2 separate regions of the Canis lupus genome follow, and region 2 is linked to region 1. The links are chromatin contacts, called in public Hi-C maps. All regions are on one chromosome and are shown on one strand. The core of a region is the stretch at or near the end of the contact, and the rest is flanking DNA. Distances in the headings are between cores, read along the strand shown. Region 1 has its middle 74 kb from the start of GPAT3. Region 2 holds the start of COQ2 (4-hydroxybenzoate polyprenyltransferase, mitochondrial).

What was found. Hi-C and Micro-C count contacts between places; a contact is called where the count stands out from the background.
Region 2: a Hi-C map of blood shows a contact between it and region 1, with 3 times the contacts expected there. The contact joins the promoter of COQ2 here to the enhancer-like site in region 1. A contact is called at or near these places in 2 of 9 Hi-C or Micro-C datasets (amygdala and blood).

What each region holds. Positions count from the first base shown.
Region 1 is chr32:32,569,868-32,573,159 of UU_Cfam_GSD_1.0, forward strand. No RefSeq gene overlaps it. Among named protein-coding and RNA genes, the nearest start is that of GPAT3, 74 kb to the right of the region's middle. Within about 2 kb of position 1,819, at least 1 of the 20 cell types and tissues checked has an H3K27ac peak or open chromatin away from gene starts, as enhancers often do. A contact at or near this core is called in blood, where this site is marked.
Region 2 is chr32:32,836,305-32,839,769 of UU_Cfam_GSD_1.0, forward strand. COQ2 (4-hydroxybenzoate polyprenyltransferase, mitochondrial) reads left to right here and starts at 1,807. Exons shown (of 7, transcript XM_038582256.1): 1 at 1,807-2,071. The coding sequence starts at 1,825.

The sequences.
Region 1 (3,292 bases), core at 569-3,068:
TCTTTAGTGTGTTTAGTGAGTGGGGAACCTGAGGCCACACAGATTCTATAGGGGGAGGGGAGCAAAAGCACATATCTGACCTACTGACTTCTTTAAACTCAGATCCCACCATATTTCAGCCTGAGAACAGTTCGGTGCTCACCCTTCCCTTTTGAATGGTAGGAGGTTATTTCATCTTCCAAGAAAGAACTCTCATCGAGTCTAGAAAGATAACACATTTGTCATAACTATAAATTTATTTGAAAGAACAACTGGGCTTTACACAGGCCATCTGGAGAAGACAAATGTTTCGTGTAAGCATGTGGGAAATTTCACTGACAACATATGTAGCTAAATGAGCTGTCTTCACCGTTGCCAAAAGATGAAAATTCCATTACACACAAGGAAGGTATTTCAACCATCACCTCAAAATAAATACACATTAATATTTTAATTTAACTAAAACATACGTAAGGTATAGCTATGTTTCTTTTCAAGGTACTGACACCCAAATATGCAACCTCTGCAGAGGGGATTGCATTGGATTCAACCCCACAGGGACAGCCTTGAAATCACTGCACTTACTCTGCTCATGTTTAAAGAAATATGTCTTCCTGCAACCTCCCCGGATTTGCACACCTTCCAAACCTCTGAACACTTGATGTGAAGTTACAGAAGACTTTTAGACAGAAGATTGAAAGTTCTAGTCCTCACCCTCCACCCCATCACTAATTCACAGAGTGACCTCAAACAGGTCTTATTGCCACATTTTCATTTTATCCCCTCTAAAATAAATAAGGAACTAATTCCCTCCTTATTTACATATTAGGGCTTTTGTAAAGATACTATGAACACCTTGTGTTAACATAATATTTTACAGTTTAGGGGGCCAGGGTGGCTCAGTTAAGCATCTGCCTTTGGCTCAGGTCATGATCCTGGGGTCCTGGGATCGAGTCCCACATCAGGTCCCCTGCTCAGGGGGGAGTCTGCTTCTCCCTCTACATCTCTCCCCTGCTCCTGCTCTCTCTCTCTCTCTCTCTCAAACACACACACATCCTCTCTCTCTCTCAAATAAATAAATAAAATCTTTTAAAAATATATTTTACAATTTAGTAAGTGTTTCAAATAGATTATTTCATTCAGTCACAACTGTATCTCCATTTTACAGAGAAGAACATTGAAACTGTACTTGGGGGAAAGTAGTGCTACAATAAATAAATTGGGAAAAGTCAGTGGCTTAACACAGTAAGGTTTATTTTGCATTCACATAACAAGGTGATGCAGGTATTCCTGGCCACTGAGTAACTTTCTTGCCTGAGGTGCTTGAAGAGCCCAGGCTCCTTCTGACTGTGGCTTCACCAAGCCCTAGGGCCTCACAGTTGTTTGCCTCCAGCTGGCAGGCAAAGAAAGAGTGGAGAAAGCACATCCACTTCTAACAACCTCAGCCTGGCAGTGATCAATGACTTCCATTTGCATTGTATTGGTGAGAACCAGTTTTTGGTTCTACCTATATGCAAGGGGGCCTGAGAAATGTAGTCCCTACTGACCAGCCACTTCTCAGTGACAGTGTTATTCTGTGGAAGAGAAAGTATAACTTAACAATGAACAGTTAATCATCTCTGCCATGACTGAGTGGTTACATAATCACCTGAAGGCTGCACAACTAGTAGATAAGTATATTAGCTATCTATTTCTGCATGACACACTACCATAAACTCAGCAGTTTAAAGCAACACAGTTTGTTTTCTGACAGTTACTATGAGTCAGGAGTCTGGACGTGGGTTAGCTGGCCTCGCAAGCTACTACAGTCTTACCAGGCTGTGCAGTCAAGGTATGAGCCTAGGCTGAGGTCTCATCTGGAGGCTTAACTAGAGAAGGATCCTCTTTCCCACTCACATGGTTCTTGGCAGCATGTGGTCCCTTGTAGCTATAGGATTCATGACAACTTCCTACTTCAAGGTCAGCAGTAAAGAGAGAAAGACTCCAGAGTGAGTAAGCCAGCAAGACCAAGTGATATATAATGTAATGGGATGTAACATCTCATCATCTTTGTTACATTCTACTCGTTAGAAGGAAGTCACAAGTCCACGTACACCCAAAAGGAGGAAATTACAAAAACAGGAACACCAGGAAAAGAATCGTGGGTCCACCCTAAAGTCTGTCCATCACAAAAAGAAACTTAAACCCAGATTTTCTGATTACATATCCAATGTTCTTTCCATTTAATCATTTGTTCAACTTTTGATTCCATAGTTTTATCTGTAAAATGGGGATAATATTTGCCTATAACATACCCAGTTGTTATAATGAACACAAAATAGTGGATATGAATGCACTTTATAAGCTGTAAAGTACAATGTGAATTTAATAGGCATTTATGTTATGTTTCTCTTGCCTGTGATGTTTCTTGCCTGTCTAAATCCTATTCTTCCCTCAAGGACCACCTCGATATAACCTCCTCCATGAAGTATGTGTATCAGTTGGGATTAGTTTCAGCTTCATGTACTAAGAGAACAAAATAATGACTCAAATAACATTGGAGGTAGAGCTGATGAGATAGATCCACAAAGTCACTGGGACCTAGACTCCTTTCAGATCTCTGATCTGCCTGCCTGGAGTATGGTCATTGTCCTCAAGGTCCAAAATGGCTACCGGAGCTTCACTCATTGCACCCCAAACCAACCAGCTAGAAAGAAAAAATATTTTGTACAGATACCTCCCAGAAGTACTTGGATTCATGTTCTTCTGACAAGAAACTAGTCCCATAACTATGCATGGTTGCAACAGAGCGTAGAGAACACAGTTTTCCACTGGATATGCTGATATCTTAAATAAAAGTGGGGTTCATGACTAAGAATAAGGAAGAGAATGAATTTGGAGATAATAAATAGTCTCTGCCACAGGGTGTTTTGGAAACATCAAGTATGCACACATGCCTAGAGGAAAGGGAATAATAAGAGTTTTAGCAACTTGGAATTAGATTGTGGAGAGCCTAGAATTTCAGGCTTAAGATTTGGACTTCATTTGGTATCTAAAAAGGAACTATGGCATGATGAAAGGGAGCTTGGAGGAAGCTCAATGTGAGGGTGGCTTCAGACTTGGAGAAGTTTAGTTCTAAAACTTCTGTAATCTAGCAAGAGATTGGAAAGGTCTGAATGCTGCTTGAATGATGATGACAAAGAAGAATTAAGAGAGATATTTTAAAGGAACAATTTAATTATGTGTAAAAATCCCAACACTGGGGAATATCCAGAGAACCACAATCCCCCTCACCCTTATTTGAAATCAGAATTCTTAAAACACCAACCACTGG
Region 2 (3,465 bases), core at 557-3,056, 270 kb after region 1:
CTGAACCTCCCCTGAGTTCCTTTCATCAGAGGCAGGACAATGTATACCACTCTCACTCCAAGGAGACTTCTGGAAAGTCCTCAAGGATGGTGGCTGGTTGCCAGAGGAACTAACCCATGTATTATTAGAAGATTGGAACCTTCAGCCCAACACCCAACACCCAGGGAAGGGAAAGGGACTAGAGATTGAGTTCAATCACCAACGGCCAAGGATTTCATCAATCATGCCTATGTAATGAAGTGTCCACAAAAACCCCAAACCACAAGGTTCAGAGAGCTTTAGGGTTGGTGAACACACGGAGGTGTGGAGAGAGTAGGTCATGGAAGCTCTGTGTTCTTTCCCACACCCTTTTTTTTTTTTTAATTTTTATTTATTTATGATAGTCACAGAGAGAGAGAGAGAGAGAGAGAGAGAGAGAGAGAGGCAGAGACACAGGCAGAGGGAGAAGCAGGCTCCATGCACCGGGAGCCCGACGTGGGATTCGATCCAGGGTCTCCAGGATCGCGCCCTGGGCCAAAGGCAGGCGCCAAACCGCTGCGCCACCCAGGGATCCCTCCCACACCCTTTACCCTATGCATCTCTTCTATCTGGTTGTTCCCGGGTTACACCCTTTTATAATAAAGCAGTAATATAGTAAGTAATACGTTTTCCTAAGTTCCATGAACCATCTAGCAAGTTAATCAAATGCAAGAAGGGGTCTCCAAAACTTCCAATCAATAGCCAATAGGTCAGAAGCACAGATAATGACCTGGACCTTGCAATTAGCATCTTAAGTGGGGGCAAGGGGCAGTCTTGCGAGCCCAAGCCCTTAACCTGTGGGATCTAATGGCATCTCCAGGTACTTAGTACCAGCACTGAGTTAAATTATAGAATACCACGTGTTATCACAGAATTGCTTGGTATGAAAAAAAAAAAAAAAAAAGAATTGCTTGGTATGTGGAAAACCCACACATCTGGCGTCAGAGTGAAGTAGTGTCGTGGTGGAGTACCGAGAGAAGAGGTAACACATACAGGAGGAAGTGTGTTTTCTCCTTCGGTAAAATTTCCTGAGGCCTTGATCCCTCTGCCTACAACCAGTGAACTAGTGGTGAGCTATTTTTGCAGAATTATCAAAGACTGCCCCCTCCTCACCACCCCTGGAGACTCAAGGTATGGCAGAATCACTGTTGTGGTTTTAGGGAAAGGAGTTTAAAGACTAACCCAATTCTCTAGAGCAGTACAATGCAGAGGACTGGCTTACCCATGGTGACTAAGGAAGCGGTAAATAGGATAATCCGTGCATAGTGCCTGTGACAGTGCCTGGCAGACAGCCCCATCCAGGAACTGGCTAGAATCCAGAGCCCCACCAGGTGTTCCAGCTGCAGGCTCTCGCATCTCACAAGCTCACTGCTTCTTGCTTACACAAGCTCCTCTGACTTGACCGTCAAATTTAAGGTTTTCACTTGTGTGATGCATGTCCCTTGACTCTGAGCACGGGTTTCATTTACATCCTTGCAGTGGCTCTTGGTGCCCGTTTTACCTGTCCCCGAATCAGTATTCTGGTAGCTTCGTCGAGGTCTGCTTATTTTCCTGGTACAACACTATCTTTGCTCATTTGTTGAGAAAGCCGATCACGGGAATTCCTCATCACGCTAAGCATCCCCGGGACCCCCGCCCCCAAGGTTAAAGCGACCGCGGCCACCCCGCGCCCCGGCCGGTTCCTACAAAGGCTCGGGCCACTCGGCCGCACAGACGAGGCGCGGTGACGTCACTGCGCAGACCCGCCGCGACCCGTCGCCGGGGAATGACCTCAGGCCGGGGCGGGGCCACGCCCTCCCGGGCGCCATGCTGGCCGCTCGCTGCGCGGCCCTCGCGGGGGGGCTGCGGGTCCTGGCGCGGCCGTGGCTGCGGGGGTTCGGCGCCCTGGCCCAGGCGCGCGCGGCTGGCTCGCTCGGCGTTGGGCACCCGCGGCCTTCGGTCGGGCCGGAACCGCGCAGGCGTCGGCTCGGCCTATCGGCCGCTGCGGTGGTGAACTCGGCGCCCCGCCCCCTGCAGCCCTACCTGCGCCTCATGCGGTTGGACAAGCCGATCGGTGAGTGCGGGGCGGACGGGCCGAAGCGCGGCGCCGCGGGCCCGGGGCGGGGGCGGGGGCGGGGGGGGCGGCCTGCGGGCGTTGTGGAAACCGAGGCGCCCGGTACTCCCGGGACCCCCGGACCGTTGGGCTCCGAAGCGGCGCTCCTGTTCGCACGTCCCCCTGCGTCCTCAGTGCTCCGGGCGGGCGAGAAGTTGGCTCCTTCCACGGCCCTTGTTGAAACAGGCCTTGAGCGGAAACTCCGCGCCCCTTTATTTGCACAGATTTACAGTATTGAAGCACTTCCACGTTCATTGTTGTCTGCTCCCTGCCGTAATTTCGTGAGGCTCCCAAGGCAGAGAACAGACACCGTGATGATGCCGAGGAACCTAGTTTTGATGCTGCTTTGCCCGACCCCAACCGTGACGCCAAGGTGTAATTCCACTGAACGCAGCAGCTAGCGCTCGCCCGCTGCCTGTCAGCTCACAGTCGTCCCCGAAGACTTCCGTGACCTTCCTATTTAAATAATACCTACCACCTCACCCTCTGTACCTCTACCTTCCAGTTTTCGTCGTAGCACTCCCCACTGATCAACCTTGCACACTGAGGGCTTGATGGACCGCTCCAACACAATCCAAGCGCCCCACACCTGGGGCATTTCTAGCTAGTGCCTCGTATAGAGCCTGCCAGTAGTATCCGACGAATTCCTGCCATACTGCCTAGTCTCGGGGACAGAAAGGCCTATGGAAACGCCCTGCTTTCTAGTTGAAAAAGACAAATATGATTGGGTGAGCTGGGAAAGTAGGAGGTCAAATGTTAGTGGTACAGATGGCAAGTGGTACACTCAAGAGTGGTTACTGTGGACCGACATTGCTAGAAAGTGTCAGGAGCAAATTGAATCTCAAAGGACAGGTAGATTTTGCAGAAGGGAGAAGAAATCTTGGTGGGTGGGAGAGATGTTTTTGCAGACTCAAAGGTTGAGAGTTGAAACATCAAGGATATGAGTTGATCTGGGTGTAGAAAATACTGAGAGGCAAGGCTGGATAAGAGCTGGATGGAAAAAGGAGGGACAGTGGGAATGGAGGGGCCGAGACTGAACTGCAGGTAATCTAGGTGATGGCATTTGCCATGGTAGTGCGTGGAAATGCATCCAGGTGCCTAGATATATTCACTCCACGTCTGCCCAGCCAAGACCTCAAATTAGATCTTGCTTATGGTATTCTAGGTCTATGCACTACTTATTTGGGATCAGAGCACTGTTAGTGTTAGTGTTAGAACAATTAGCTATTGGGACACATGGTGGCTCAGTGGTTTGGTGCCAGCCTTTGGCCCAGGGCGTGATCCTGGAGTCCCACGTCCGGCTCCCTGCATGGAGCCTGCTTCTCCCTCTACCAGTGTCTCTGCCTCTTTCTCTC